Linked DNA regions of Sparus aurata: region 1 is linked to region 2. The links are chromatin contacts, called in public Hi-C maps. All regions are on one chromosome and are shown on one strand. The core of a region is the stretch at or near the end of the contact, and the rest is flanking DNA. Distances in the headings are between cores, read along the strand shown.

Evidence for each region. A called contact is a pair of places that touch in the nucleus more often than the background predicts.
Region 1: a contact with region 2 is called in a Hi-C map of an unstated tissue, with 2.9 times the contacts expected there. The contact joins the promoter of LOC115572848 here to the promoter of sgsm2 in region 2. A contact is called at or near these places in 2 of 2 Hi-C or Micro-C datasets (skeletal muscle and an unstated tissue).

The regions. Positions count from the first base shown.
Region 1 is chr2:32,116,613-32,121,804 of fSpaAur1.1, reverse strand. LOC115572848 (aldehyde dehydrogenase, dimeric NADP-preferring-like) reads left to right here and starts at 2,271. Exons shown (of 11, transcript XM_030403314.1): 1 at 2,271-2,548; 2 at 4,210-4,400; 3 at 4,475-4,706. The coding sequence starts at 4,245. It overlaps LOC115572817 (aldehyde dehydrogenase family 3 member A2-like), which reads left to right. Exons shown (of 12, transcript XM_030403297.1): 11 at 1,072-1,116; 12 at 1,559-2,004. The coding sequence ends at 1,086.
Region 2 is chr2:31,901,812-31,907,548 of fSpaAur1.1, reverse strand. sgsm2 (small G protein signaling modulator 2) reads right to left here and starts at 3,394. Exons shown (of 25, transcript XR_003981164.1): 1 at 3,024-3,394.

The DNA.
Region 1 (5,192 bases), core at 1,022-3,521, 220 kb before region 2:
GGTCCAGTTACTAAATAACTGGAGGAACTGGAGAGATTTATCCCACACTGATATGACACGAGTGATCAGATCCTGTTTGACGTGTTCAAGAAGCAGATATGAATGCTTAAAGTGATAGTTGAGGTCTTTTGAAGTGTGGTTGCATGAGGTACTTGTTCCATAGTCAGTATATTATCTGCAGTAGATGATGTCGGCTCTCCTCGTCTGGAGAAGCAGCAAGTAGCACCGACAGCCTTGACCTCGCTCAACCTTTACAAGTCCAACCTAAACAGCTGATTTGCAGTGTAATACAGCTCATGGCAGGCACAGCAGCACTTGTGCGTAGGAATACATACATAATACAGTTGAAGGAATGCAGTGCCAAAAGAAAGAGGGCTGTCCCATATTATTGGGGGGTAATTTTTCTGCACCTTCTTGTCTTTCATCCACAGTCCTCAATTCATGTACTGGTCATGTGGCTGCATCATACTAGCAACCAGCTAAAAGTGTTATTAAAAATAAAAGAAAATAGACATTATTCTTATAAGAACTGCAAATCCTTATATGAAAACTAACCGATTGTTAAAATGATCGACGTCCTGTCCTCTCCTGTTGACAATTTTTCCTGTCCCGTCCCAGTCACCTGATGAATAGTAAACTGACTCCCATCCTGTAGGAATCCAACCGAGTGTGACCCAGAGGATTCCTGAACAAATATCAACCTCTGACCTCTGCCTAAGACCTTAAAGCTACAGTTCACCTAAAAAATGGTCTAAAATTGTCTCTGTCACTATCTCCTCAACCTCCTACTGATGGAGAATTGGATTAGGATTCATTGTCCAAAAAGAAAAACAGTGTTGCAGCCATGTCTTTTCTGTCAACCAATAGATGTCTCTAATGACTTGTCCTACATAACAAGATGTTGTTAACCTGTAAGTTAATAATTGACACACTATATGTCCCATTGTGTCACTCAGGTTTAAGATGGAGGTGTTTATTAAGTATTAACCAGTCCTGGTGTGTACTGTAAAGGTTGTCTGAAGGGATCATACTGTCTTTAATAACAGGAAGCCTTTGTGTTTCACGCAGCAGTTCTGCCCCACATAACAAATGAAAGAGAAACTGTTGAAGTGAGAGGTATGTTTTCATCAGTGCAGTATTTGTGTGATGACTGTTAAATAACAATAAATACTGTTTCCAGAGATACCCAGATAGCCCCCGACTCACACACGCACACACACACACACACACACACACACGCACACACACACACACATACCCACAGTCCTACAGGCTCGTACTCTCACACAACAATGGCTTTGTTCCCTGCAGACAAAGTGTGGCGTTGTCCAGGAAATCCAACCACACAATGCCCCCTCATCTACCCTCTCTTTAATTACCCAGCATGCTTCACTCTTCCCTGATAAATGGTCCCTTTTGTTTAGGTCTACCCCACCACCTTTGTTGACATCCACACTTGTTGTGCTCCTGACGACAGTTGAACTATCTGTCATCTCTGTATTTCAAACAGTTTGCATCCGTGTCCTGACACTGAAATTGTACGTTGTGGTTCTTGCAGAGATTCCTGCGATGACGCCGAGCAGCAGAACCAGGACCAGGTGGACTCCTGAGCTGCAGTGAAATTCAGCACTCTGTTAATTTACTGTCCCATATCATTTCTCATGCACGTAGATATATTTGACTGACGTTTGTATTTAAGAATATGTGTTTTCTGTTACTCCAAAAGCTGCTATAGATGTTGTTTTTTAATTGTTTTAAATCAATTCTACAGCAATATAATCTGTCCAAGATCATTTTTAACCTTATAAATAGTGATTTTACTCATAGATTTTGAACTTCGAAACATTTCACCGCTGTAGCAGTGATGGCATCCATTTAACTACACAATGAATACCAATGCACTCACAAATGATCTCTAACATGGAATGCAGACTGTGAATATCATGCCTGTGTCAGTTTTGTGGTCCTGACTTTCTGCAATTAAACATCAGTAATATAATTCATTGACATTTGTTTTTCTCCCTGCACTTGACTGATGGATGAGTTTGAACAAAGACATATCTTAACAGTAGCATATCATTAACAAGCTCCCAAGGTCACTGTCGTTTATGACATGATTGATAACGCTGTTATTAAGACACTAGATCTCCCTGATAGTTCAAATGAAGTGATGGCTGCACAAGAAGAAACACAAGCAGGTGAGCTACAAGCAAGGCTAGAATCATTTCATTAAAATATGCTACTTTGAGTGTGTGTGTGTGTGTGTGTGTGTGTGTTTGAGGGTGGGGGTGTGTGATGTATGTTATCAGGGATCTCAGTGTGCTGGGCGGTCAGACTGAAGCTGCTGGTTACAGTCAGTAAAGTGATCCTGGAGCAGCCTGACTGTTAAACAGTGTACAATGAGCCTCAGTCAGTCAGTCAGTCAGTGTGACCTGCAGCGTGTCGGACATCTGATCCGCGCTCACATCAGACCACTGACGGATTATTGAACTGGTATTTTTGATTTTGTGATATCTGAGTCCACTGGATGCGTCTGACCTGAGCACAGGTAAGTTTAAATAGTAATGTCCAGTTTCTTCTGAATTTGTTAACTGACTATGTGATCAAATAATCGATGCGTCGTGGTGTTTCGTAGTCGTTGAATGTAAGACGCGGTGTGAAAAGCCCACATACTGCAAATGAGTTATTAATGCAGCCTGTCAGTTGTATGACCTGAGAATAAACCAGCAGTGGAAGCTCGTCAGGCTCTCTGGAAGCTCCATCCGTCAGTCACCAGTACAACAAGATGAGACTGAGCAATATGTTACATTTACATCTAGTTAACAATGGTTTTTACTGCGGAGATAAGACAATAAGACATGACTGACGATACAAGGATCATGAAGGAGAACACCCAGGAGGGTTCTTTTAATCCGTGTTTGCATCCAATCAGAAAGCTCAGCAGAGGTCTTCTGATGGTGCTGGCAGTGACACCTGCGTGGAAAATTCATTCAGTAAGACCAATAAAAATCCCAAATCTGTCGTTCATTGGAACTTTTCCTGTGTATGAGTTGTTGTGTGTATACCGGACTCAGAGTGTCTGAATGCTGGTAGGTTGAGTAACTACACACGGTGCCACTTGTGTTATCTATAGGTTATCATTAGACACTGGTATGACAACAACCTGAACAGCTGACGGGAAAACACATTTGTGATGAAGTACTGTGTAATATGATGTTGCCAGTGAGTTAGCATGATAAATTAGGAGCATGGAATCATGACAGACCAGTTACATTATTAAAACATTTTTTCGAATAGAATGAATTCTTAGAGTGTCAAATTACAGTAATAAAAGTGATCAAACTTCTAATATCATATGATTAACTTCCAGCAAACACCTTGGCACCTCCGCCTGCCCGGGGAATTATTTTATAAAATATTTTGTTTTCCTTTTCTTTTCTTTTTTTTAATTGTCAATTTTGCCAGTGGTGCATCTATAACCCTGTCAGACTCATTATGGAGAATTTCTACCCAAATTATCAAAGTCAATACAGCAGAACCAGAGATATCATCTTTTTAATGTTCCGTTTTTGTTTTTTTTTCTTTTCTTTTTCCGTGAGGGTCGCAGAGATGTTTTTCCCCCCTTTTTCAGGGGGGCTTACTAGGGCCAAATCCAGTTACTGTGGGTGAAGAATGAGTGAATGATGATGAATGAGTCGCCAGCTCATTGCAGGACCCTTGCTGATGGCAGTGGCTGCCACACAAGGTGCCAACTGCACATCAGGAGCAATTTTGGGGTTCAGTATCTTGCTCAAGGATACTTCAGCATGTAGCTCAGTTCCACCCCAGGGGAGCCAGAATTCGAACCAGCGACCTCCCGATCACTAGTCCACCAGCTCTACCCACTAAGCTACAGCCACCCCATCTTTTTAATGTAGGCTTCTTTATTCCTTTTCAAACCTGGCAACTACATTACCCACAATGCAACATAGCCACTGAGTGACAGCGCTTTAGACAATTTGTCAGACTACATGCAGCTTCCTCTGGAGCCACAAAGGACTTAATACTATGTTTTCCACACATGCAGTAGTGCCCCTCAACACCTGTAAACACACTTCAATGTGAACAACTGGTGGAGTTACCCTTTAAATATCAGTTCATGTCACTGCTGCTGTTACTGTATATTGCGAACAGACAAGCCTGCTGCCTGCCTCACATGTGTGTCTACAGTTGCAGAAGCCCCCAGCTGTCCTCCGGCTGTGTGTATGGAGAGGCAGGCGCTGCAGCGGGCCCGCGAGGCCTTCCTGAGCGGCAGGACTCGGCCTGTGGAGTTCAGACTGCAGCAGCTACACGCCCTGCAGAGGATGATCACTGAGAAAGAGACTGAGATCTCCTCTGCTCTCAAACAAGACATCAACAGGGTGAGTGGAGATACAGTACTCTGCTGCATGTAACATGTGCTGTATGTGTGTGTAATATGTGGACTGTCCCGCAGAGCCAGTATGACACACCGCTCTTGGAGCTGATTGGTATTGAGAATGAGATCAAGCTGGCTGTGGAGAAGCTGGCAGAGTGGGCGGCTCCACGGCCGGTCGAGAAGAACCTCCTCACCATTAGAGATGAGGTTTATATCCAGCCGGAGCCCCTGGGAGTGGTGCTCATCATTGGGGCCTGGAACTACCCCTGGGCTGTCACCCTCCAGCCGCTGGTCGGAGCTATTGCTGCAGGTAGAAAGCCTTTCTATCTCCTGTCCCTCAGTAGCCTACTTACATGTAGTGGACCTCCGTTGCCAGTGAAATATCATGAAAACACCATTTTTGTTAGTGCGACCTATCAGTCTGAAACCACAGAAATGGATCCCGACAGTCCTGCACATCCACACATGTTTTCAGTTGTTGCTGATTAGACCTCTGCTCAGGTGGAAGATAAGTGGAGCTATTCTGGGGATTATGTGAAGTTACCAAAGTCCACTCGCTAATAAAATGATAAAGCTTTAATTGTCACAAGTTAGCCTGTGCAACAACAAATGGACCCCACTTCTTCACCTCAGTGATTGTCAGCAGAGTGACAGCGACGTCATCCAATCACAGCCTGTAAACACCCACACAGTTCACAGAAAGGACGCCTCACACGTGTCAGAGACAACCCCTGTGTGGACCGTCCAAGAGTATGAAGGCTTTAAATTGTAGCGCAGAGCTCAAAGATCTTCACTC
Region 2 (5,737 bases), core at 2,145-4,644:
CAAGACAAAACCAAGTGCAGTAAACACAACTTTAACTACATCTTCACATCATGTTCTTCATCCCCCCTCACTTGCTTCCACTTTAGTCTTTACCACTATTTTAAATAAATGGGAGAGTGAATTTCAGGCATTATGCATCCTGTCAGTTTAACAATATGTAGCTCAGACAACAGGATCACAGTCGTCCCTGAGCTCACTCAATCATCTGTCATTACCACATTTGTCACAGAGCTTTGGGCATATGACAGCGCATACTCAAAAACACTGTACTTCTGCAGAAAAAAGGTGTTTGCTTTTACACCTTTTTGCAAATGACTGATGACTCTATAGTTGTGGATTAGAGTCAAAATGACTGAGAAAGGCGGTGAAGGTGGGGAAGTTAATATAAAGAAAATATGTAATAAAAGACAGCGCTTGTTGGAGACACTGTGTGAATGGCGACCATACTTCTCTTTAGGGATATAAATTGATTGTGAGGATTCTCAGTACATAAGAATGGGACACCTTTATTGGTTGCAGTAAGTAAAACACCTGTTACAGCTGCAGTATTTCTTGTAAACAGCTGGTTCACCTCCAGTGCTTTTTTATAAACATTTAGATAAACCTTTAATCTTTTCACGGATTGCTGCTTTAACTGTCCACAGACAACACCTCTGTATGTACCAGGCACACAAGGATCCTGATGGAAAGCAGGTGAAAATAGAAAGGCACTTTGTGTATCGGTACAAGAGACCGCCTGACTGGGCTGCCACACTGCTGTGATATTAATCGCCAACTGATGCAATTTAACTTCTTTGGGAGCTGCTAAAGCTTTCAGTTGCCAAGCAATACTGAGATAGCAGAGTGCTGCTTAAAGAGACAGGGAGCTTTCAAGCAGAAGCTAGTGGGCTTTGTTCAAACCACTGTCTCACAGCCCAGTTTGTTACACTTTAAAATGTCAGAAGGCATTGACTAGCATCTCACTGATGAACTGTGGCCAATCGCACCATTGATTTTTATACTAGATGCACACAGAGTCTACACCAACTCTCTGCTGTGTAAATAAAGTGGGAAACATGTTGCATTTTTGGACAAAATACTACAATAGCACAACAACAGATTGATATGGTTCTGAAGCAACAGTGATAACTTCATATGAGAGAAAATCAATCTAAGCCTAAAACCTGATCAGATACTTTTGTTCTGGGTTTATCAAAAAATAGTCAATCTGAGCTCACTAAAAGATGGTCAGAATAACAAATCGTCAAGGTTTGCTGTGTTTTTTTCTGGTTTTAAAGGCTCACCACACTCAAGTCATGTCATTTTCTCAACATACCAGACATACAGACCTACTTGTTCTAGTACTTTTCTTTACCCACTTAGAAATATAAAGCATCCAGCTGACACACAAGCTCATTTTCTGTAATTGTTAACAACTAGGAAACATCAAGAATTTATGCTACTGGAGCACAAGTCAGTGTGTTTTAAAATGCAGCTCAGGGCATGATGGCTGGAGGACAGGAAACTATTAACCTCGATATTCAAACTGAATGGACACATTTACAGTACAGTATGCACTCTGCAGTTTTTCTCAATTCATTCTGAACATGACAGAAATTAATGAAAATGTTACTGTTAGAAAGACAGATTTGGAAAGTCCTGCAGACAGTCAGAGACGAAACCTTAATCAAAGTTCCATCTGCGTGCAGGTAAGTAGATAATGACTGAATTTATATTTTTGGTTGAATCCTTTCTTTAAACATTTCCAGTACAGCATACACAGTCTTCTACAACTATCTTTGTAACAGCAATTAAAGTAGCAATGTATTAACAATGAAGCGCACTTTAAAGTACAAGTGTCCGCATGTATTTTGACTATTTTGTCAGCTAAGCTATAGTGAATTCATCTGATATCACTTTCCACCAAACATGAAATCCTGAATACAATAAGCCAATTCTGTGACTGAAGTGAAGCACTGAGTGAGGACTAATATAGTACCATTGGGTGAATGTGACGCTTCGTATCTCACATAGCACGGAGAGCGCCGATTATGATCAAAAAAGAGTATTTTTTTCCCAGTCTTGATATTTTTAGCTTGACCTTTCCTCTCCGCTATAGTGACAGAGAGTACATGCTCGCTACACACTCAGCCAGACTGAGGTATAGTCAGTGAGCCACACCTTGCCACATTCAGTCTCACAATCAGCTGCCTTTGATTTACACTGACACCTCAGCGCAGGGAAATCTTTCCAGTTGTGACTCTGGGTGAAGGCAGCATGAGGGGTTACAATGGCAGTGTGTAGAGAGGTTAAAGGAGTAATGATTTATTCCTCGCTGGAGAGATGTGAGACATTCATCACGTGAACAAAAAGCCTGTGACAGGGTTGGAGCTGTGGATGTCGGTGCTGCTGGTGGAGACAGGCAGCAGGACAACCTGTAGTGAAAAGATGTCCTGCAGAGGGTTTCAGGGTTTCTGCCTGCAGGTCTGGATTATTAATGGTTGCTCGGATCTTACGAAAAATGGCAGTTCTAATTTAAATGAATTTGGTATTATGTCAAAGCCGACACGGACATGAGATGATACAAAATAGACCTCAGGTGAGGTTTGATCAATTTAAACTTCTGTATTGTGTTATTGGAATATTATTAAGATATTATAGCAATACCATAGCAGTGTCCAAGTCCAACCCTAACCCTGTAGCATTGTTTTTACCTGCACCAACAGGGAAGTGTCAGCTAAATGCGAAATATTTTAAGTCTGGATAATGGAAACATGTTGACGTAACACATACTGGAAGCCTGTAACTACAGTTTACCTAGGTCCATTTATTCATCACCAGTTTGGTAAAGTTATCTTATAAAACTGAAGAGAATTCAGTCCAACACAGCTCAGAGATATTCAATAAACCCGTCGGAACATGCTAAATATGAGTGCAACACTTCCAAGTCTCGTGTCGTGGTGTGGACGGGAATAAAGACACAAAACAACACAGTCAATATTAGAAATGTGAAGCTCGACGAGCCGTCAGACAGCAGCGCCTACCTCCCGTTTGACGTTCCATAATAATTTCTCTTTGTAGTCTTCTTCCGTGGAGCCCTCCATGTCTCTCTGTCCGTCCGTCCGTCCGTCCGTCCGTCCCTCTGGCCGTCTGTCTGTCCGCGGTGTGCACGACTCAGGTCTGCCTCAGTGCCACGGCCCGTCCGCTCTCCCCGGCCTTTCTGGACCTCTTTCCTTTTTATTCCTTGTTTCCTTCTTCCTTCGCTCAGCTGGATTCTGACGCAGCCGAGCAGCTTGACGTCGACGTCAGAGGATCCGCCTTCCCCACTACACTGATCAATGGAGGAGGAAAGAAATCAGTGGCGCTCACAGAGCCTCCCAGCATCCAGCCCCGCCCCAACCTGCAGCCTGGAGCCTGGAGCCGGCAGCCTGGAGCCTGGAGCCTGGAGCCTGGAGCCTGCAGCCTGGAGCCTGGAGCCTGGAGCCTGCAGCCTGCAGCCTGGAGCCTGGAGCCTGCAGCCTGGAGCCTGGAGCCTCCCAGCATCCAGCCCCGCCCCAACCTGCAGCCTGGAGCCTGGAGCCGGCAGCCTGGAGCCTGGAGCCTGCAGCCTGGAGCCTGGAGCCTCCCAGCATCCAACACACCAACCTGTAGAGCCTGCCAGTTATTTTTAGAAGCTTCTCTTTCCCTCTCCTGGGCAGCAGAGAGTTACAGCTGGGAGGCTGCTCTCTTGAGAAAAAGGTGTGAAATGTTGGGAAAAATGCTTTGGGTTTGTCATCATCTGTTGGTCGCTCACTCAGGTTTATACCTCGAGCAGACAGCTCTTCAGTGTGCAGATCTGACACTCCAGTGGAGAAAACGTGATGCATTTGATGAGCTCATTAAAACGCAGCTTATTTAATGACTTCATTCACAAGCTGAGCACTAGCAGACACACACACACACACACACACACACACACACACACACACACACACACACACACACACACACACAAAGATACTGCAGCTGATCCAAACAGATTCTAAAAATAGTGCTTTCTGAGGCACATGTTGACCATTCTCAGACCATATGCCAGGTTGGCCTGCTGCAAAATAAATGACGTCAGGGCAACGTGATATAGAAAACCCCTCTCTGTTGGAGTCCCTGTCATTAAACCTCAGACTTGTGCCTCCATGTGGGCTGAAGGTGCACCTACATCCACCGGAAGCCATGTTATCATCAGCAAACCCTTCCCTTACAACTCTGCATTTTACTTTCTGCCCAAAACAAAACTGTCACAACTTTGGCAGGTGTTCATGTGGGAGCCATCACTCACAGTTGAGAAAATATGTTTTTAGGGCTTTGTTAGGAAGGAAGGGATCCAAAAATAAATTAAAAAATGAAGAAAAAGTACGGCTGCATGAAATTATTATTATTTTTGAGAGGCTGCACTAATCTTTCTTTTTTTGTGACTTGCTGTGCATTTGACCTTAATGGCCTGGTATGCAACCAGTGAAGAGGAGTTTCAGGAAGCAAGTGTTTTTTTTTTTTAAATGTCACGAGCCAAAAGGCTCAATACCACTTATGGTGGTAATTGCTCATTGTAGCCTGGCTGTAGCCATCTTGGATCTTTGGAGCCAGGAGGGACTGTAATTGGATGAGTGGGTGTAGTTGTGGAGTATATCCTGATGGGATACGACTGAGAACCCAAGGACACGCTGTGGCACGACTTGTCAATCACAAGGTAGCCACACCCTTAAGAATATGCTTTATTGTCTTTTAAAGCATCTATTTACTTTAAATGGGACCATAATGTACAAAATGAACATCACACTGCATCAAAGGAGGCTTAAAACCAGCGACTGAGACCATAAACTCATTAGGAAGATGTTTACTAAGGTAGTAACACAAGTGAGAACAAGTAGGGTCATTTTCACTTAAACCTAACATGACTTTTTGACACAAGTGAAGTCATCCCCTGCTGGCCTTTAAAAAGAATAAAGGTTAGTCAGTGAGTTCACCTCAAGTCATGCCTATGAACAAACCACCTGTAACATCAACAGATCCAGTGGTATTTAATATTACCTTCAAAGCCTAAAAAGATTTTGAATTCACTCATTTTCCTAATCATCGCATGAGCTACAGAGACAGAATACGAGACTAATAGAAAGTACGAGGACATGTCCCCGCGCTTTGTCAGCCTTGCTTTAATGCCAAAGTGGGTAAACATTTCTCTAGTATAATTATCATCCTGTAGGACAGATTACTCTAATTGGCCAGTAAGTTGATTGGTTGGTTGGTGGGCAGTTCATACACTAATCCTGCTCTGCACAGGGACATACTGTGGGTAAATATGGTGATCTACCCTGTTTAAAGGGACAGACATGACTCAGGCCCAGGTTACTGTAGAAAGCAAACAATTCCCAGATAAATAAGAGCATGTAAGTGCAGTAATATCTGGTTTCTCCTTGTCCCTTACTGGTGATAATAAAGAAACAGGTTCCTCCTTTATAATATATCTCAGAAAGCAAATAACTGCTGCAAGCCAAATGTATTAAATGAATGTAAACCCAGTGAAAGTCCACAGAGATAAGGCAACACATGTGACACGGACTATTTTGGCCTAAGTTAACAGGTCCAGCAGGAAATGTGAAAACACATTTACATGCAGCCGGTTAGTGATCACATTTCTCCCCTACTACATTCTTTGACAAAGGTTGGCACAGCTTATCTCTGGAATCTTTCTGACAGAGAGGACAGGCTCTTTAGCACAGAGTCG